Linked DNA regions of Mus musculus: all the other regions are linked to region 6. Evidence: chromatin contacts called from public HiChIP or PLAC-seq and promoter capture Hi-C data. All regions are on one chromosome and are shown on one strand. Each heading gives the region's core, a stretch centred on a gene start, on an enhancer-like site or on the middle of the called end of the contact. The rest is flanking DNA. Distances are from core to core; before and after follow the strand shown.

Region 1 (2,700 bases), core at 198-2,697, 650 kb after region 6:
TCCAGGGATGGTACATTCAGGAGGGCAGCGAACAAGGCAGTGGGAATACTGCCCCGGCCCTGGATGAACATGCAGCAGGAGCATAGACCTCCAGCATGTCCCCCAGCCAGCTTCTTGGTCCACCTGCCCGCCCCTGGTGGTCTAAGGATGTGCCCAGTAGCTCGAGGAAGGATACCTAGCAAGAGGATGTGTCCCTTTATGCTGGTACCCCCGTCCTCTACAATTCTGGATCTGCCTGTCCTTCTGTGTTCTAACACCATCCTCTAAATCGCTGGGCTAGAAGCTCAACAGCCTGAGCTCTGCGGACTTGCTTTCAACTACTGCCAACGTGGGTCTGCTGAACACAGCCCCTCCCCACCCGCAAACCCTCTTCCTTCTTGGCCTTGGGAATCTCTGCTGTCTGGTTCTGGAAGCAATGCCCTTCTCCCTAGTATACAAGGCAGGCCCCCCATTCACTCCTCTTGGAAGAACTTTCCGCTCCTGTTTTAGTAGGGTCTTCCAGTGCCCTAGAACCCCTCACAGGGCCAATGAATAGGAAAGCGGGTAGTGCAATCGCTGACTCCATACACTTATGTACCCACTAGGCTGGGGCCGCAGGGCTCCAGAGTGCATTTGGGGATGGAGTTAATGAAATGTTATCCTAAAAGTAGGACCAGAAAGTGACTGAAAGTAAGCTGTCTTACGGACAATGTTCAGGCAGGTGGCAGACACTGAGAATCTAGGACAGGAGAAGTGGTAGGTAGGAAGCTGGCTTGGACATGTGACTGAGTTCAGGGCACGGCATGCGTAGAGGAGTGGGTTGGAGGGAGGGCTGGGTAGATTAGGGCTCTAGGAGGAACTAAGTCCTTAGGTGTACGGGTGATGTGTTGGGGTCGATACAACCATGAGGTTCCCTGTCTGTAGAGGATCCAGTACTTGCAGCATCTTGGGTGCAGCCTCTTTTAATGTGCATGTATTAAGACGGGACCTTTGTGTCTTCAGTTGGTTTGCACAGGAAAGGATCAGTGGGTGCCAGGACCGACACTGTTGGAGCAGTTTAGAGAGTGATCCTCATGTGAGATGGGGACTTGGGGGGTACGATTGGTTTGCGGGATTCTGTGTGGCAGAGGGGCTTCTGCTGGCGGATCACTCCAGATTCCCTTGTGCCTGAGGGGTCCCATGGGTACGGGTGAGTGCGCAGGAACCTTTATGGTTGGGCAAATGAGTGGGGAGGTCCGTGGAGTTCCTATGCTGTCGGTCTCATGCGCGAAGATGAGCCTGCGGGGAGTGGACTGGGGAAACTAGAGGTGTGTCTGCGAACGGTAGGGCGGTCACTTGAGTGAGATGGGTACCCAAACACCCCCCCCCCCCCCCCCCGTCTGAGACCTCACCTGCCTCACCTGCCTCTCGCAACACAGAGGCCAGAAGCTCCGCCCCTCGCGTCGAGCTGGCCAGTTTCCTAGCGACTAAGCCGGAACTTCCGAGTTACCCCAACTTCCGGGGCGAGGGTCAGGGGTCGGCAGTAGGGGCTTTGAGCGATCGGTTTTCAAATAGGTTCAAGGGGCTTCAGTGTCCGGAAAGACGAGGCTCTAGAAATCCGGAGCGGCGCTGGCCAGGGTCCGGAGCGCAGCTCTGGGGCTCCACCAGAGCGCTCAGGGGTCGGGGTTGGGGTGTGGGCTGGGGGCGCCAGTGAAGCCACACTGGGAACCCGGGATCGCGGCCGGGGTCCGGGGCGCGGAGGGCGCAGGAATGCGGGCGCGTCGGGGTGGGGCCGCCCCGCCCAGGTGCTGCCCGGACAGGCAGGAGGCAGAGCGCGGGCGGGGCGGGGGCGGGCGCGTGAATCAGGCCGAACGGGCGGGCGGGCCGCGGCGGGGAGTGGCTGTCGGACGGACGGGACCGCGAGGCCGCTGGGCGGCGGTGGGCTCCTGCTGCCCCTGTGCCGAAACCCCGCTCACCTGGCCAGGTAGGGCTCCCGCCCCGGAGCGGGCCGGGCACAGCACGGCGGGGCGAGGCACACGGGACGGGAGGCTCGGGCCTCCGCGCGGTGCCACCTGGGTCTGGTCTCTGGACCTGGGCCGGGCGGTGCAGTGAGCGCGTGCTTTGGGACTGGGTGGGAGACAGGGAGACTGCGCTCCGGGGCACTGGGTGAGGGATTTTCCAGGGTCACGCTGGCAAGTAGGAGACTGAACAGTGCGATTCGCTCTGGCGGCCTAGGTATTGTCAGGACATGACCTGTACCTTTCCCGGAGCCTCTCCCCGAGCCGCCATGAACCGGGGTGTCTAGGGCTGGGTCCTTGTGTGGAAGGCAGGGAAAACTGGACTCTCCTAACTCCTGATCTCATATCCCTGGACTGGATCGGCAGATAAGATACCTGGCCTGGGTAGCCGCTAACTTCCTGGGGTACAGTAACACCTTTGGGCCTTGCAGTGCCTAACCTGAAAGCTGTATAATTCATCGACTTCCGGTCTTCCTAGGTTCTTCTTGTCCCCCACAACCCCAATCCTTCTTGATCACAATCATCCTGTCATCCTCTTTGTGTAGTAGCCTAAGGTCCTCAACCATGGATCCCCCTTCCAGACCCAGGAACACTACTACCTCCTGCCAGACAGGAGAGGAAAGGGTCATTTTCTTGCCCTACTTGTGGTGAAGGGCCTGGGGCTAGCTTCAGGTAGGAGGTCAGGAACAAAAAATTCCTGCTGAGTCACTGGTTTGGGTGGGAT
Region 2 (2,700 bases), core at 144-2,643, 910 kb after region 6:
CTGTGAAATAGCAGGCACCTGTAGAGGGAGTAGGCAAAGCCCTTGGCACCATGACATCCTGGATAGGTATCCTGTGAATACCCTTTCAAACTTTTTCCACCTTGTGCACAAATGGTTTATATTTAAGAATCGATTGATTGATTGATTGATTGATTGACTGATTGATTGATTTTTAGTTTTTCGAGGCAAGATTTCTCTGTGCAGACTTGGCTGTCCTGGGACTTGCTCTGTAGACCAGGCTGGCCTTGAACTCCCAGAAATCTTCCTGTCTTGGGAGAGCTGGGGCTAAAGGCCTGCACCACCATTGCCCGTCTATTATTTTTAATAGTCAACGGCATATAAGATTATAGATAACAGAGAGGAGAAAACCGCACTCTGGGTCACATCCAGCTGTTGTTCGTGAATGCACGCCCTTTCTATCTTCGGTTGGGATCTGGAATTCTGGAGGAGGGAGGGGAGGGGAGGGTGTCACAGAACTCACATCTTGTCACCCACCCTCCCTGTTGTCCTTGTGGCTTTCTTTTGCTCGGAAGCGGCCTCCTACTAGGTGTGTAGAGACATTCAGCAAGTGTGACGGTGGCAATCTGCTTGCCACTTGTCACTCCAACTTGCCCCCACCCAGCAAGGCTCCTCCAAACCGCCCTGGTGGGCAGCTGGGTCTGAGATTCCTTGTGGGCATTTCTGCAGGCGTCCAGACCCATCAGCCCCATGAATTCAATTCAGAGAAATGGGTTCTCTACGCAGGGAGTACCCGAGACCTGCTCCTCTAGCCCCGTGGTGGCCACAGGCGTCTGTCCCACTCCACCTACCACAACGCTCAGAGGCCTGCGGTTCCACCGTGCATCCCGCCGCCCGAGGTGCCAGCAACTTTGTTGACTGAATTCCTGAACCCATCCCAACCACAGGATAAAAATAGCTGGCGCTCCCGGGCAGCTCGGGAGTCACCGGTGTCAGGATAGTTAGAGGTCCCCATTCTGGAGACTCCAGGCCACTTGGGCCTGGTGCGGGACACAGCCAGCTAGACCACCTAATGGATCTGAGACACCGAAGGAGTACCCTGGACGAGGGCCTCCTCAGCTTCCCTGCACTCTCTGGCTTTACGATCCTGGAACCTCAGAATCTGCCACTTGGTCTCGCGCCCTCTGCTGTGCAGTCCCATGCGGCGGCCACCAGGGGGCCCTGCCCACTCCTCTTGCCGACGGCCCTTCCCCACCCCTTCCCACAGCTGTTTCCCGCAGGAGATTGACAGCTGGGCTCCGGGTTGCCATGGGGATAGGCAAATGAGGGCGGCAGGTCTGGGGCTCCGATTGGCCCGGGGGCGTCGGCCCCCACCTGGGGAGGCGGGCCCAGAAGCGCGTCTCTATAAAGGCTTGTGCGGCTCTGCGCCGGGCCGAGGGAGGCGGGGCCGGCCGGCAGCGCGGGTGGGGCGCGGGGCGGGGCCGGGCGGGAGAGCCCGGAGCGCGGCTGAGCCCGGGGCGCGGCCTCTGCACCCTCCAGGCCAGGACCGCGGAGGAACAGAAGGAGGAGGAGGGCAGGATTGGGGGCCCTGCGCCCGCTCGTAGCGGGCCGGGGGGCCACCCGAGAGGCCTGGCCGGCGGCGTCCCCTGAGCACAGCCCAGAGTTGACAGCAGGAAACTTTTGCTGCTGCGCCCTTCGGCGGCGCGACCAGAGCCTGAGCCCACCGCGGCCCGGGGGGGAGCTAGGGGGAGAGAGGCCCGCGGCTCCCCCCACGCTCCCCCGCCGCCCGTCGGGGCGCGGCCGGGCGCGGCGGCGGGGCTGGGGCCCCGGGCGATGGCCGCGGAGCTGGCGATGGGCGCAGAGCTGCCCAGCAGCCCACTGGCCATCGAGTACGTCAACGACTTCGACCTGATGAAGTTCGAGGTGAAGAAGGAGCCGCCCGAGGCCGAGCGCTTCTGCCACCGCCTGCCGCCCGGCTCGCTGTCCTCGACGCCCCTCAGCACGCCCTGCTCCTCGGTGCCCTCTTCGCCCAGCTTCTGCGCACCCAGCCCGGGCACAGGCGGCGGCGCGGGCGGCGGGGGCAGCGCGGCTCAGGCCGGGGGCGCCCCGGGGCCGCCGAGTGGAGGCCCCGGCACTGTCGGGGGCGCCTCAGGAAAAGCGGTGCTGGAGGATCTGTACTGGATGAGCGGGTACCAGCACCACCTGAACCCCGAGGCGCTCAACCTGACGCCGGAGGACGCGGTGGAGGCGCTCATCGGCAGCGGCCACCACGGCGCGCACCACGGCGCGCATCACCCGGCGGCTGCTGCGGCCTATGAGGCCTTCCGGGGTCAGAGCTTCGCGGGCGGCGGCGGCGCGGACGACATGGGTGCCGGCCACCACCACGGCGCACACCACACTGCCCACCATCATCACTCTGCCCACCATCACCATCACCACCATCACCACCACGGAGGCTCTGGCCACCACGGCGGAGGCGCGGGTCACGGCGGAGGCGGCGCAGGCCACCACGTGCGCTTGGAGGAGCGCTTCTCCGACGACCAGCTGGTATCCATGTCCGTGCGGGAGCTGAACCGGCAGCTCCGCGGCTTCAGCAAGGAGGAGGTCATCCGACTGAAACAGAAGCGGCGCACGCTCAAGAACCGCGGCTACGCGCAGTCGTGCCGCTTCAAGCGGGTGCAGCAGCGGCACATTCTGGAGAGCGAGAAGTGCCAGCTCCAGAGCCAGGTGGAGCAGCTGAAG
Region 3 (2,700 bases), core at 163-2,662, 590 kb after region 6:
TGGAGTCATCACAGGTGAGTCTGAGTTGATCAGGTTCTCTTCCATTCCTTTCCCCTCTCCTCTAGGGTCTGTCTTCAGCTTCCCAACCCATACTTACTTCGGTGTAATCCCTTGAATCCAGGACAGGCTGGCTATCGCCAACCATCTCTTTACTCTTTCCCAAACAGGAGAGTGTATGTGTGGCTATTAAACTCGGTTGGTTTTGCTGCAGGTGTGACACCAGCCCGCCCTCCTATTCCGGTCACCATCCCCTCTGTGGGAGTAGTGAACCCCATTCTCGCCAGCCCGCCAACGTTGGGTCTGTTGGAGCCCAAGAAGGAGAAGGAAGAGGAGGAGCTGTTTCCTGAGTCAGAACGGCCAGAGATGTTGAGTGAGCAGGAGCACATGAGCATCTCGGGCAGCAGTGCTCGCCACATGGTCATGCAAAAGCTACTCAGAAAACAGGAGGTAAGTAGGTGGGCTCGTGCCAGGCCCGCTCTCGGCGGTATGAATGTGAAGTAGTGGGTGATAGGTCGCAGCATTCAGGTGTCTTTCCCACAGTCACAGCAGTCAATTGTCTTTCCTACAGTCTACAGTGATGGTTCTCCGAAACATGGTGGACCCCAAGGACATCGATGACGACCTGGAGGGAGAGGTGACAGAGGAGTGTGGCAAATTTGGTGCTGTGAACCGGGTCATTATCTATCAAGAAAAACAGGGCGAAGAGGAAGATGCAGAAATCATCGTCAAGATTTTTGTGGAATTCTCCATGGCCTCAGAGACTCACAAGGCCATCCAGGCCCTCAATGGGCGCTGGTTTGGTGGTCGCAAGGTGGTGGCTGAAGTGTATGACCAGGAGCGTTTTGATAACAGCGACCTCTCCGCGTGACTTTGGCCTCATTTCCTGGACTTGCACTTGCCCCTTCCTTCCTTTGGGTTTTGTAAAGTGTTAACCGTGGTGTGTCCCTGGGACCAGGCACTCTGCCCAACCCACCCTGTAGTGTACATAAAGATGCAGATACCACTGGCCCTGAAGTCCCTGTGTCTGAAATTGGTCCTGTGACCCAAGCTGGTTGTGTGTGGAATGTCTTATCAGGGTTCCAAGGCACCAGGGACAAGGAGGGCGTTCAGCCTGCTGTGCAGGGGTGAACAGGAGGGACCGGGGTGGACAGGCCTTGCTTTATCTTCCTTTGTGGGGAGTGCTGGCTTGCAGCCTTGCTCACGTGGATAGCTCTGAGAGCTGTCTGGCCCTGAGATCTGTAGGATCCAGGACCAAGAGAGCATTTTGTGGGCGGGCGGGCATCTGAGTTGTTACACCTGCTAGTATGGGTTACGCCAGAGCGAGGCCGGAAATCCCGACATGCCCCGCGCGAGACCGCTACGGGTCGTCGGAGACGCCACGCCGCGTGGCCCTTTGGGAGCTGTAGTTTTGAGCAGAGAGGGCGGGCCTAGGCTTCCCGGCGGGCTGCGCGGCTGGGCGGTTGTCGCGGGCAGCGGCGGCGGTTCCGGCTGCGGTGCTGCGGGCGGATGAGCTGCTAGGTGAGCAGGCCGGGCGGGATGCGGAGCCGCCGCCGCGCCCCCAGCGCCTAAGAAAGCGCTGCCGGGTCAGGCCGTGCTGCCAGCTGTGTGCCGCCGTCGGAGCCTACAGCTCGTATTGAACGCGGGCCGAGCCGAGCGCCGACCCCGGCCACAGTCCGGGACCCGGCTGCCCGCCCCACCCCCGCGCGCGCCGCTCCGCCCGCGCTCGGCGCTCATGCGGGCCGAGCCCCGCCCCCCGGCCCGAGCCCGCCGAGCGCCTCCCGAGCCCGCGCTCACTGCCCGCCCGCATCATGCTGAAGTGCATCCCGCTCTGGCGTTGTAACCGGCACGTGGAGTCGGTGGATAAGCGGCACTGCTCGCTGCAGGTTGTGCCAGAGGAGATTTACCGCTACAGTCGTAGCCTCGAGGAGCTGCTCCTCGACGCCAACCAGCTGCGCGAGCTACCTAAGGTGAGCGGCCGCCGCACCTGCTGCCCCGCGCTCAGTTCTCGGGGTGGTGTATGACTTCTGGGGCAGCCGGCTGGAGCGAGATCTCAGCAGGCGCTGCCCGAGCTGGGCACCGCAACCTCCAGCCGGCCCTGCAGGTTCCTACTGGTCAGAGCCCCGCCCCAGCCAGCCCCACCCTCCTCCAGCCGCCGGTGTTGGCACCTGGTGGCAACCTGTCTGGGGACTAAGTAGATACTGAACCTAAAAGGGGAGCCAACAGAGAAGCCCATGAGAGCACAGGAGGAGGATGGGTCCAGGGTGCGAGACCGACCCGGGTTAGCAACTGTTAAAGCTAGTTGGGCTACTTTAAGGGTAGGAAGTTGGTTTTCTTGCACTGTGTTCTGCCTTCGTTTTGGGAGGAGAGGTTTGCAGTGCTGAGTGGGACTCTCCTAAGATACTTGCAGTGTCAGATCTATTCTGTCATCGCTCAGCGGAGAGCCCACCTTTCACTGTCTGTGTTCCTTCCTGTCGGGTTTGTTTGGGGTTTTTTTTGTTGTTGTTGTTCTGAGGCCACACTAGAAGGAAGGCCAAAGGAGGCAGGTTATGTAGGACTTACTTTTCTGAGATAGGGGACTCAGTGGTCTGATATTCTTGCCGGCTGGTGGCGTTGCGGGTGTTCTTCATAGACCTTTATGGTATCCGTGTGTGAATCTTGGACATTTTGCACTTGTGTTTCTCTCTGGTGCCTGTTGTTGTT
Region 4 (2,700 bases), core at 164-2,663, 720 kb after region 6:
AGAGCAGTCAGAGGGCTCTGTGATTTACTTCAGAGACACCACTTTGTTCTAGCCCACTGCTTCTCTGGCATCCCGTCCACTTCCAGATCAGACCATAAGTCTTGTAGGGGAGTGGGGGTACTTTCCCAGGTCTACCCTCTCTCTATATCATCCTCCAACGCATTCCAGAACCAGAAATCCACCCCCAAGGCTCCAGGAGTGTCCATAGCTGCATGTGTTGGCTTGTGAGGTTTCTCTATACCTCCCATATGAAAAAAGAATGCCATCATTATGCCAAGTATTAAAACAGATACAATGCCACATCCGTGACAGGAACAAAGGTCTGCTCTCTGCCTTAAAACTTGATGTGTATATGTTTGTTTGTGTGTGTGTGTGTGTGTGTGTGTGTGTGTGTGTGCGCGCGCGCGCGCGAGGGGCATGGGGAGTCTGATTTCTTCGTGATCAGAAGACATTTGTTTCTTTCATTGTAATGGGTCTCAAAGGAACGATGTCTAGAAGAGCACAGGGCGATTGTGAATATCAGCTCTCCACCTGGAAAACTACTTGAGTTTAGAACTGTTCTTCTGCTAATATCCCGGGAAACCTCTAGCATAGCACTCAAGCCCTGGGGACTCCTGGACCACGGTGGGGCCGGGTGCAAAGAGGACTAAATGTCCCTGGCATTATCACAGAGATGTCATAGACGTTGACTCAGACACTTCATGGAATAGAACAGCTTGTATGACACCTCACCCCACCTAAGAATCCTCCTTCATGACATACGGAGCTGATTCTGTCCAACACACATATTATCTTCAACCCCTGAAGCACTGGGGTGCCTGCACTGCATCCCCTCGGACAGAGGCCGAAAGGACTGAGGGAAGGCAGAAGGCAGGAGGGCAAGGTCCAAGCCGAAGAGCAGCGTGGCGCGCACCTGCATTCCATCACCTGAGCGGCTTAGCCTTCAAGCAGCCATCCGGGGGCCCGACCTGCAGGCGCCGAGGCCGAGTGTGCAACCCTCGAGGGCCTCGATGTCTGCGGACGATCGGTCCATGCATCTACCGCCCGCAGCTCGGCGAGGAGACGCAAGGCTCCGGCCCGAACCAAGCGAGGAGCTACGGACAGAGGCCAAAGCGAAGTGCAGCCGGCCCGGGACACCAACCAACTCGCTGAGCCCCGCCGGTCACGAGCCCGCCCACCCGCGCGAGCCGCTCCGCCTCACTCACCCGGAGCTCGGCGGCGAGAGGACGGCGCGGAACCAAGCCGAGCAGCATCCAGGCGGGTAACCCCGGGCGGCCACAAAGCCCGCACCGCTGCCGCACGCCCCGGCCGGAAACTGCCCGAGGCTCCGCCCGGAGGACATCCGTAGGCACTCTAGGATAAGAATGGGGGCCGGGGCCGTCTCCCTGTCACAGACTTCCGGGCCAGATTCCTGCGGTCAGCCGGAGGACCCAGTGCGCAGACGCGGTGGCTGAGAGCCCTGTTTGCGCACGTGGGTGTGGGATTAGCGGCGAAGCTAGGCAGTAGATGTCGTCAGACTTCCCTGGAAGAGCTGGGAAAGGCAGGCTCTTTAGAGAGCTTTTAGTAAAGATTTCTTGTTGGTTGTTAGTGATGGTTCTGTATGTAGCTTTTGGTTTTAGCTTTGAGCGTTTAGAACATCTTTATCATTATCTTATGTGTGTATGCCTATGGTGGAAAGACAACTTTGAGCCGCTGTGCCTATGACACAACATCTTTGTAATAAACCACTGGAGACTCAGAGTAGTGAAATCGAGGCAGTTTATTTTACAACTTTGCAAAGTCAGGTGTGAGCCTAGAATGCCAAGCTCACTCACTGATGGAGGCAGAACTTTATTTTATTGTGTGTTTTAGTGTTTTGCATGTGTGTATGTCTGTTCACCATATGTGTGCTTGGTGCTCCTGGAGGCCAGAAGAGGGCATTATATTCTCCTGGAAATGGGATTATAGACACAGTTCTTAGCTGCCATGTGGGTGCTGGAAATCAAACCAGGATCCTTTGGAAGAGCACCAACCAACTGCTTGATCTTAACCCCAAGGAATCTCTTCAGCCTCGTGGAAGGTACAACCTTAAGAGTCATCTAGGTCTTAACAAAAAAAAAAAAAAAATTGTGTGGGTTTATCTCTATATTTTATATCCTGTTTTTAAAAAATCTGCCACTGAAACTGCACAGTGCCAAGCCTCAGCTGCCCTCCATGAACTGTTCATGTCTTCAAAACCAGTAAGTACCACCTGGGTGACTCTTATGCTACCAAGTTCAGCTGCCAGCATGAGGGACAACCTTGGCTGCTTCTGGAACACAGCTTCTGTGTAGCTCTTAGGAAATACTTAGAAAGTTTTTACCTCAATGATGCTAGTTTCTTCTTAATCACTACTAATTCTTCAGCTGTAGCTGACCAGCATCGAGTATCACAGCAAAGCAAAGGTTTCACTTTAGTAGTCCTGGTATCTTGTTCATTACAGCTGATTCTTCAGCCTCAGCTAACCTGAATCCCAGAATCTTTTTTTTTCCATTTTTTATTAGGTATTTAGCTCATTTACATTTCCAATGCTATACCAAAAGTCCCCATACCCCCCCCCACTCCCCTACCCACCCACTCCCCCTTTTTGGCCCTGGCATTCCCCTGTACTGGGGCATATAAAGTTTGCAAGTCCAATGGGCCTCTCTTTGCAGTGATGGCCGACTAGGCCATCTTTTGATA
Region 5 (2,700 bases), core at 143-2,642, 760 kb after region 6:
TTGGACGGGCTGGTTTGGGGGGCCTCCAAGCTTGTGCCTGTTGGCTATGGCATCCGGAAGCTGCAGATCCAGTGTGTGGTGGAGGATGACAAAGTGGGCACCGACTTGCTCGAGGAGGAGATCACCAAATTTGAGGAGCATGTAAGTGGGCATGGGCACAGGGGTAGGGGAGACCGGATGGGCCCGGGACACTGGCTCCTGCCACCCCACATCCACTGTGGAACATGAACTTGCCCTAGGCGGCAGCCTGCAGCAGCAGCGCCCTTTGTCTCCATCCACAGGTGCAGAGTGTCGACATCGCAGCTTTCAACAAGATCTGAATGTCCGAGAGAGTGTGGTTTCATGTGTGTGAGGACCTGCTGAGATTAAAGACTGAGACTCTGCACTCCGCCTCTTGTGTTACTTGGTGTACAGCGCTCTGTGGGCTCTGGCTCATACTTGTCCCAGAAACAATCTATTAGGTCCACATTTGTCCACCGTGTCTCTCCTGTCCCTGCTGTTGTCACCGTGTACACCTAGACCCAGTCTAACACTCCTCTTCACACTCCTTACCTCTGGAGGGATACATCCTCTTTATATATTCTGGGATGGTTAGAATATGGACAGCCAGCTGTACTGTATGGAATTTTGTCTGCCCGCTCCCCTAAAACCCCTTGTCAGTGCTTGGGTATTGGTGGTATTGGGACGATAGTGCTCGTGAAATCCTGCGAACATCTAAGTTGAGAAAGTGTACCAAGTGTGGCTGATTCCTGTCAGTGTTGTTCATCATGGCCCCTAGTCACCAGGAAACAATGTAGCCCTCCCCCTCAAAAGTTTTAGACTTTTCCTGTGGGACCTGAACAAAAAACTGTCACCTGGGCAAGGATGACTTCGCAGTTAAGAACACTATTCTGGAAGATGGGGCTCATTCCCAGCAACCACATGGAAACTTACAAACCAGCTGTAACTCCAGTTCCTGGATACCTGATACCCTCTTCTGGCCTCTGGGCATGCATATCTGCCTGCAGTACAAAAACACCTACACTTTTTTTTTTTTTTTGAGAATAAATTTTGCTGTATATCCTTGTCAGTTTAGAGAACCACCTGCCTCTGCCTTCCTAATGCTGGGGTTGACATTACTACCATAAACTGTCCTAGGGCATTGACTCACTGCAATCCTGGCTGCTGGCTTGAACAAACCTCCCCTATGCTGGTGCTTGGGTTCCCACACACCTGAAAGGCAGCACTGACCTCTAGGGGGCTCTCAGCTTCCCATGACGCTGCTTGCAGCTGTAATGAAGCCCTGATTGCTCCTCCCTGGTCAGGGGCAAGAGGCCAGGGTAAAGTACAACCTTCGCAAGCGCTCCCGCCCTTTTAAGTTGTTTTGCCTTTGGTGCCAGTAGTTGAGTTCCAAAACGTAAGAACCATTCTGAGGGGCAAGCGGCTAGTTGGAGTCCAGGAGACTGGGATGGGGGTGTGCCAGTCGCCTATCTTGCTGGTTTGAGTCCCTGCAACTACTAGCAGATTAGGCGGCTCGCTCCGCCCACTTCTGCCGGGAAAGGCCCTCCTTTCGTGTGAGTTGGTTCTCTGGACCAGTGCCGTAGGGGGTGGAGTAGGGCGCCATTAGTCGGGAGCCTGTGTACCCCGCGGAATGGAGATGGAGCTGGACAGCGAGGGGCGCATGGTGGTGCGGCCGCTGCTCACCGACCTCTATCAGGCTACCATGGCGCTGGGCTACTGGCGTGCGGGCCGGGCGTGCGAGGCAGCAGAGTTCGAGCTCTTCTTCCGCCACTGCCCTTTCGGAGGCTCCTTCGCCCTTTCCGCTGGCTTGCAGGACTGTATGCGCTTTCTTCGCGCCTTCCGTCTGCGGGATGCAGGTAGTTCCGCGACCAGCACCCGTACCGTACTCCTCTGACTGGAAGAAAATCCCCGCTCCCTCACGAACGAATCTCCTGTACCCTCTCAATGTGCCCCTGACCTCTGAGGGGACTTTTACTTGCCTGGCAGAGTCCTTTCCCAGGCTACATGTGTTCTCTGTCGCTCCAGATGTGCAGTTCCTGGCTTCGGTACTACCCCCAGACACTGACCCTGCGTTCTTCGAGCACCTTCGAGCCCTTGATTGCTCTGGGGTGACCGTGCGGGCTCTGCCAGAGGGTTCCCTCGCCTTCCCTGGTGTGAGTGCCTTGTGAGCTGGGTGTGTTAGGAAGAGTGGGGTGGCCCAGGAGGTTCCACTGTGGAGCTGATCACTCGCCCCACAGGTGCCGCTTCTGCAGGTGTCCGGGCCTCTTCTTCTGGTACAGCTGCTAGAGACTCCACTGCTGTGTCTGGTCAGCTACGCTAGGTGAGCGGAGTCCCTGAGAGGTACAGGCAATAGAAGCGCTGGGGTTATCTAAGCCCTCCCACTGGGGTGGCTTTGTGACCCTCACTTGGGTTCTCATGACTTGTTACTCTCCACAGCCTCGTAGCCACCAATGCTGCTCGGCTACGCTTGATTGCAGGGCCGGATAAGAAACTACTAGAGATGGGTTTGCGGCGAGCTCAGGGTCCCGACGGGGGTTTCACGGCCTCAATTTACAGCTACCTGGGTGGTGAGGCCTGGGAGAGGCATAGGTTGGGGAAGGGGAGGTTCCATCATATTCTGAGTCCCCTAAGCCTACCTGCCTTCTCACCCAGGCTTTGACAGCAGCAGCAACACACTTGCTGGACAACTGAGAGGTGTAC
Region 6 (2,700 bases), core at 13-2,512:
AACGTAAGGAATATACAGGAGTATGGAATTTGTTTATTCTTGAGCTAGCTTCCTAAGGCCTGTAAGGTGATTTCCCTGAGTAAAGGAGTGGGGGATGGGCTGTAAGTAGCAGAAGGTATTATTCACTTTGGCATCCTGGTAGACTTGCCAAGAGAACCCCCAGAGTGCCAGGCATGGTGGTGCAGGTCTTTAATTCCAGTTGGGAGGCAGAGACAAGCAGATCTCTGTGAGTTGTGGGTGGCCAGGCTGGCCTACATAGTGAGTTCCAGAATGGCCAGTGCAACATATAGTGAGACCCTGTATCAAAAAAAGAAAGAAAGAAAAGAAAAAGAAGAAAGAAAAACATTTTTAAAAAAGAAAAGAGAAAAAAAAAAACCAACTTCCCGTGAGAAGAGAGTTTTGGGCCTTGGTTTCCTGGGACACAGTAAATTTGCATATATCCTTGGTGGACCTGGCAGGTGGCCCTCTGGGGCAATGACCTTCACAAACTGATGGCTGTTTTCATAAAGGGCAGAAGAGTGCTATACCCTCAGCGATTCCCAGAAATTGCACATCTCTCTGGACTGACTTGATTACTACCTGTTTGACACCCTCTTGTCTGTGCAAGACATACCTTATAACTTAAAACCCCCTCTTTCTTCTATTCCAACTCTTTCTTTCTTCTACTCCAACTCTTTCTTTCTCCAACTCTGAGGTTGGGACGAAAGAGGTGGGTTAGGGAGTGAACCCAATAATCCTTCGCTGTTCCTGTACTTGCATCTTGTTGACCTTTATACCGTCGCGCAAGAGTGGTGGTAGGTGCGTTTTTCAAGATCCTGCTCTAATACTCCGGTCAGCTAGGCCAGAGCCTTGCACACACAAGCCCGAATTTCTGTACACATTGGCACAGGCATCCCCCCCCACCCCCCGCGCGCGAGCGCGACATGGGAGGCTTAGGGGCGCTTTGCACTCTCGAGGAGTCTGAAGTCTGGGGGCCTCTCCAGACCCCGAAGCTGATGGTACCTCTCCAAGGGCGGACTCCCCAAATCCCCCCACCCCCCGCCCTTCTCCGGATCCCCTCCTGGACCCCACCCCCTTCTGTTCACCTTCGAGGGTGGGTGGGCTCTCTGGCGTCCTCGCTCGTCCATTGGAGGTGGCCGCCGCGTCGTCTTGGCCCTCGCGGCGCTTCCATTGGCTTGCGCGAGGCCCACGTGATCAGGAGGGCGAGGGGGCGGTGGCGTGGGGGGGGGGTCCGCAGCGAAAACAAAGATGGCGGCCGCGCCGGGGTTGGTGGCCGGGGCGGCTGCGGGCCGACGGGCGGGCCAGGCCCACTGAGGCAGCTGCACGGTGGGCAGGCTGCGGGGTCGCCGCGGCAGTGAGAAGCCGGCAAGGGCGCGCGGCGACCCTAACTTCCAGCCGGCGAGCGCGCCGGCACCCGCCCGCCGGGCCGGCCGGCCGTGATGTCCGGCGCCGAGGAGGCCGGCGGGGGTGGCCCGGCTGCAGGGCCCGCGGGTGCCGTGCCGGCCGGGGTCGGGGTAGGGGCCGGGCCTGGGGCTGCCGCGGGGCCGGCTGCGGCGGCTCTGGGCGAGGCGGCGGGGCCCGGGATCCCGGACGAGGCGGCCCTGGCCGGCGCTCGGCAGCTGCAAGAGGCGGCCGGCGACCCCGACGCGCCGCCCAAGAAGCGGCTGCGGGCGGCCGAGGCAGCCGAGGCGGCGGCGGCGGCAGTGGCAGCGGGCAGTGGAAAGCTGGAGGAGCGTCTCTACTCGGTGCTGTGCTGCACCGTGTGCCTGGACCTGCCCAAGGCTTCCGTGTACCAGGTAGGGCCGCCGGCCCGGCCCGGCGCCGCGTTGCCTGGAGGCCTGTGGCCGGTGGCCGGGAATCCTTCCTATCCAAACATCCACCTTCCAGGTCTACGAAACCCCGCTCCTGTCTCTCGAGGCTCCTTATCCTTTCTTGCTCTGAATCTCATTTTCTGTGTTCGATGGTACCCTTTACTCCCCAGTCTGAATTTCCATTCTCCTCCGTAGATCTCTTCACCTTCTGGTTCCTCCAGGGTGCCTCCTTGATAGATTCCACATTCTTTTCAGCTGACCATGTAGAGATCTGTGAACAGGTACCCACCCTTTTCTACTGCTCATCAATACTGTCCCTCACTTCTAGACCCCTGGGTGAAGAAACTTCTTTCCTGGAGACAGGGCTCCAATTCTGGCAGCCACACCCCCAAAAGTGTCCTTCCATATCTGAACAACTAAGTAAATCTTCTTTTGTGCCCTGGGGAGTCAGTCCTGTGTCCTTCTGAAGACCTGGAAGAAAGGAGGGCCTCTCATCCCTTCTCAGTTCTGATCTGGAGGAAGCAATCCGCAACAAACTTTACTGTCAGGGTACTTTCTCCTGCCCCAGCCTAGCCAGTATTTCTATTCGGGGCCACCTCACCCATACCAAGCTGGCTTCCAAGGTTGCCAGTATCCAGGAACTTTGTCCTGCCTTCCCACTTGAAGACCCAGCATGCCAGTCAGTCTCAGAGTCCTGGTCTGTGTGGGTCTAACATGTCCTCTTCCAGGTAAAAGAGAGCAGACCTCTGGTTCAGTGGGAAATGTCTGTCCACCTTCCCCTGGTCTTTCTGCCTCAGTTCCCAGCCTCTTTGAAAAACAGAGCAGAGTCTCTTGTCAGCTTTCTTTGTACTTTCAGGAGCTAAAAGTGGCTGGTGGGGCCTGTTTCCCT
Region 7 (2,700 bases), core at 56-2,555, 810 kb after region 6:
TAGGATTAAATGTGTGTCCCATCACTGCCCGGCCTGCCCGGCTATCTACCCTCACTTCTTCTTTTTTTTTTTTTAAAGATTTATTTATTTATTATATGTAAGTAAGTACACTGTAGCTGTCTTCAGACACTACAGAAGAGGGAGTCAGATCTTGTTACAGATGGTTGTGAGCCACCATGTGGTTGCTGGGATTTGAACTCCGGACCTTCGGAAGAGCAGTCGGGTGCTCTTACCCACTGAGCCATCTCACCAGCCCCTACCCTCACTTCTTAATGCTTGTCTTACAGGTATTCACTATCAAACCCAGCTTCTAGAACTTCTTTTTCAGGCGTAACAGTAGACTATGCAGATGTAGCTCACTGGTAGAGGCTTGGCCGGACTTGAGGCCTTAGGGCTCCAAAGATACTGCACATTCCTACATAGTGGCACACTCTTAATTGCAGCACTTGGGTGGCAGAGGCAGGCAGATTTCTGAGAGTTCCAGGCCAGCCTGGTCTACATAGGGAATTCCAGGACAGACAGAGGTACATAGCGAGATTCTGTCTCTAACAAAACAAATCACTGGATAATATCCCATTTCCATGTAAACAGTCATTCGGGTTAGCTATTATAAATAATGACATACAAATATGTTAGAATCGGTGTTTTCTACGCGTTGGTTATACACCTAGACGTGGGACTGTCTGATCACGTGGTAACTACCGTGAGTTTTTTTTTTTTTTCAGTATTTTCTAGAGGTTGCAGCCTTTCCTACTAAATGCCCTCAAGAATTTTCTTAACACCTGTAATCATCCGAAAAAAAAAATTGCCTCCGATTCCTTTTCGCTGTTCTCGTGCTGCTGCGGCAGCAAAGGCGTTAAAATGGCATCCCTTTGATTCCAGGTCCGGAGGCAGAGGAAAGAGAACTTCCGTAAGTTCGAGGCCAGCCTAGTCTACATAGCGAGTTCCCCAGTTATGTTTCTCTCCAGCCAGAAATACATCCTGTCTCAAACAAATAAATTGATAAAAGGAATTCCTGGGTCTAGGGGAAACTGTTAGCAACCTATCTCCTCCAAGTCTTCCGAGGAACCCCCAGCGGTGGAAATGATGCGCAGGAATTGGTGCAGAAGCCAGATTGCGGGCCACTTCCGGGCGCTTCAAGATGACGGATTTTTCTCGTTCTGCGCATGCGTCCTTCCAGGGTTGCCGGGGCGACGGTGCCTTCCAACCCCGTGTCCACGCATAGTGAAGTTCGGCGTTCTCTCCTCCCCGCCTGCGGGGACCAGTCGCGCGGCGATGACGTCGAGGGGGTCTGGCTAGGCGTCGCGGACTCCGGAGATGGAGGAAAAGGAGCAGCTGCGGCGGCAGATACGCCTCCTGCAGGGTGAGCTGGCTGCGGTCGGGCCGTGTGTTCCCTTGTTTCTTGTGATCGCCGTAGACCCTCTCCGAAGCGAGTGCTGTCGGTTGCGGTCTCCCGATGGTCGTCATGGGTGGGCATCGGAGCGGCCGAGTCGGGTTCGGCCCTCGCGTGACAGACCCGCCAGGCTTCGGGGCGAGGGAGCGGGCCGGGCCTCCAAGGGGCTGTCAGGAGATGATAGCACGGTGGTCTTACCAGCGAGTGGTCGCGGCAGCCGACTTCCAGGTTCGGCTGGCTCGGAAGCGTTTCTCTTCCGCTGCCGTTGAGTGCCTTTGGCTCGATTCAGGCACAGCCCCCACGTACTCAGGGCTGACTACCCAGGCACCAGCTTCAGCTTCAAATGTTTAGACTCAAGTTGGTCTTTATAAGCGTTCATATCGTTTTCAAAGTTTCCCCCACAAAAGCATGTCCTAAGGAGAGTCCAAGTGGCCTTCCTATTTGAGACTACTTCGTGCGTTTCCCTAACACCCGACCGGAGGTGTCTGGCAGGATTCGAGGGTCGAGGCAGGCCCTGTGTGTGTGTGTGTTTGGTTATTGGGGATCCAGCGAGCCTGCTGGCGTTCCTTCACTCTTCTTCCAGGGCTCCATGAGTCACTTCATTGGAAAATCCTTGTGGTGGTGGTATCAGGTGTTTTTCTGTAGGAGATGATGTTAGTTAGCTGTTGGGTCATCATTGTGTTTTTGTTTTTTTGTTTTTTATTTCTGTCTGTCACGTACTGGGTTAGAGAAGCGTCAGTTCTGAGAAGACAGTTATGCACTATGGTGCAGTCCTGCAATTTTCCCCGTGAGTGGGTAAACTACAGGGCCTCAGTGGAAGACTTGTCCAGTTCTTACCCAGGCACCACAGGTTTCTGGTCCCTGACTGTTTTTTTTTGTTTTTTTGTTTTTTTTTTTGGTTTTTTTTGTTTTTTGTTTTTTGTTTTTTTTGTTTTTTTTTTTTTGGTATAGGGAGTGACACTTGCTCTCAGAACATTGTAGATCTCATAGGCCAGGGGGTAGAAGCAGTCATACCACAAAAGCTGCCATCTTCAGGATAAGCAAGCCAAATACTAATAGTGATGGAGAAGTGCTCACAGAATTGACAAGCCTAGAGATTTGGACTGAACTTTACATGGTTTCCAGTCACTTAGGACTGCTCTCAAGTCAGCAAGGCGAGCAGGTCTGGAGTATTAGGGTAGGGGTAGTAGTCTTGATTGGTGCTGTTTTTATTCACATCTCCTAGGTAACTGAGCGTGTGATTCTGCCTTCTCAGGTCTAATTGATGACTATAAAACACTCCACGGCAATGGCCCTGCCCTGGGCAA

What was found. Promoter capture Hi-C pulls out the DNA fragments that hold promoters and counts their contacts. HiChIP or PLAC-seq counts read pairs in DNA pulled down with a chosen protein or histone mark.
Region 1: an HNF4G HiChIP or PLAC-seq map of pancreatic cancer cells shows a contact between it and region 6. The contact joins the promoter of Iqank1 here to the promoter of Cyhr1 in region 6. A contact is called at or near these places in 2 of 115 datasets of contacts at active chromatin or transcription factors (bone marrow-derived macrophages and pancreatic cancer cells).
Region 2: an HNF4G HiChIP or PLAC-seq map of pancreatic cancer cells shows a contact between it and region 6. The contact joins the promoter of Mafa here to the promoter of Cyhr1 in region 6.
Region 3: a contact with region 6 is called in an H3K4me3 HiChIP or PLAC-seq map of bone marrow-derived macrophages, with 3 times the contacts expected there. The contact joins the promoter of Scrib here to the promoter of Cyhr1 in region 6. A contact is called at or near these places in 1 of 484 Hi-C or Micro-C datasets (neutrophils), 2 of 115 datasets of contacts at active chromatin or transcription factors (bone marrow-derived macrophages and pancreatic cancer cells) and 1 of 9 other capture datasets (liver).
Region 4: a contact with region 6 is called in an H3K4me3 HiChIP or PLAC-seq map of bone marrow-derived macrophages, with 2.3 times the contacts expected there. The contact joins the promoter of Zfp623 here to the promoter of Cyhr1 in region 6. A contact is called at or near these places in 2 of 115 datasets of contacts at active chromatin or transcription factors (bone marrow-derived macrophages and embryonic stem cells).
Region 5: a FOXA1 HiChIP or PLAC-seq map of pancreatic cancer cells shows a contact between it and region 6. The contact joins the promoter of Naprt here to the promoter of Cyhr1 in region 6. A contact is called at or near these places in 2 of 39 promoter capture datasets (erythroid cells and liver), 3 of 115 datasets of contacts at active chromatin or transcription factors (bone marrow-derived macrophages, microglia and pancreatic cancer cells) and 2 of 9 other capture datasets (liver and macrophages).
Region 7: a contact with region 6 is called in a promoter capture Hi-C map of pre-B cells, with 3 times the contacts expected there. The contact joins the promoter of Zc3h3 here to the promoter of Cyhr1 in region 6. A contact is called at or near these places in 1 of 39 promoter capture datasets (pre-B cells) and 1 of 484 Hi-C or Micro-C datasets (B cells).

Annotation. Positions count from the first base shown.
Region 1 is chr15:76,008,616-76,011,315 of GRCm38.p6, reverse strand. It overlaps Iqank1 (IQ motif and ankyrin repeat containing 1), which reads right to left and starts at 1,447. Exons shown (of 14, transcript NM_001370920.1): 1 at 1,371-1,447. It overlaps Fam83h (family with sequence similarity 83, member H), which reads left to right and starts at 1,818. Exons shown (of 5, transcript NM_001168253.1): 1 at 1,818-1,942.
Region 2 is chr15:75,747,014-75,749,713 of GRCm38.p6, reverse strand. It overlaps Mafa (v-maf musculoaponeurotic fibrosarcoma oncogene family, protein A (avian)), which reads left to right and starts at 1,393. Exons shown (of 1, transcript NM_194350.2): 1 at 1,393-2,700. The coding sequence starts at 1,792.
Region 3 is chr15:76,068,496-76,071,195 of GRCm38.p6, reverse strand. It overlaps Scrib (scribbled planar cell polarity), which reads left to right and starts at 1,412. Exons shown (of 36, transcript NM_001310543.1): 1 at 1,412-1,967. The coding sequence starts at 1,809. Puf60 (poly-U binding splicing factor 60) reads left to right here. Exons shown (of 12, transcript NM_028364.2): 10 at 1-14; 11 at 212-447; 12 at 569-1,014. The coding sequence ends at 868.
Region 4 is chr15:75,939,665-75,942,364 of GRCm38.p6, reverse strand. Zfp623 (zinc finger protein 623) reads right to left here and starts at 1,413. Exons shown (of 2, transcript NM_030199.3): 1 at 1,206-1,413.
Region 5 is chr15:75,893,173-75,895,872 of GRCm38.p6, reverse strand. It overlaps Naprt (nicotinate phosphoribosyltransferase), which reads left to right and starts at 1,392. Exons shown (of 13, transcript NM_172607.3): 1 at 1,392-1,856; 2 at 2,026-2,153; 3 at 2,238-2,320; 4 at 2,437-2,567; 5 at 2,653-2,700. The coding sequence starts at 1,631. It overlaps Eef1d (eukaryotic translation elongation factor 1 delta (guanine nucleotide exchange protein)), which reads left to right. Exons shown (of 10, transcript NM_029663.2): 9 at 1-141; 10 at 282-1,077. The coding sequence ends at 320.
Region 6 is chr15:76,655,456-76,658,155 of GRCm38.p6, reverse strand. Cyhr1 (cysteine and histidine rich 1) reads left to right here and starts at 1,262. Exons shown (of 4, transcript NM_001357882.1): 1 at 1,262-1,796. The coding sequence starts at 1,440.
Region 7 is chr15:75,840,513-75,843,212 of GRCm38.p6, reverse strand. It overlaps Zc3h3 (zinc finger CCCH type containing 3), which reads left to right and starts at 1,305. Exons shown (of 12, transcript NM_172121.1): 1 at 1,305-1,363; 2 at 2,649-2,700. The coding sequence starts at 1,318.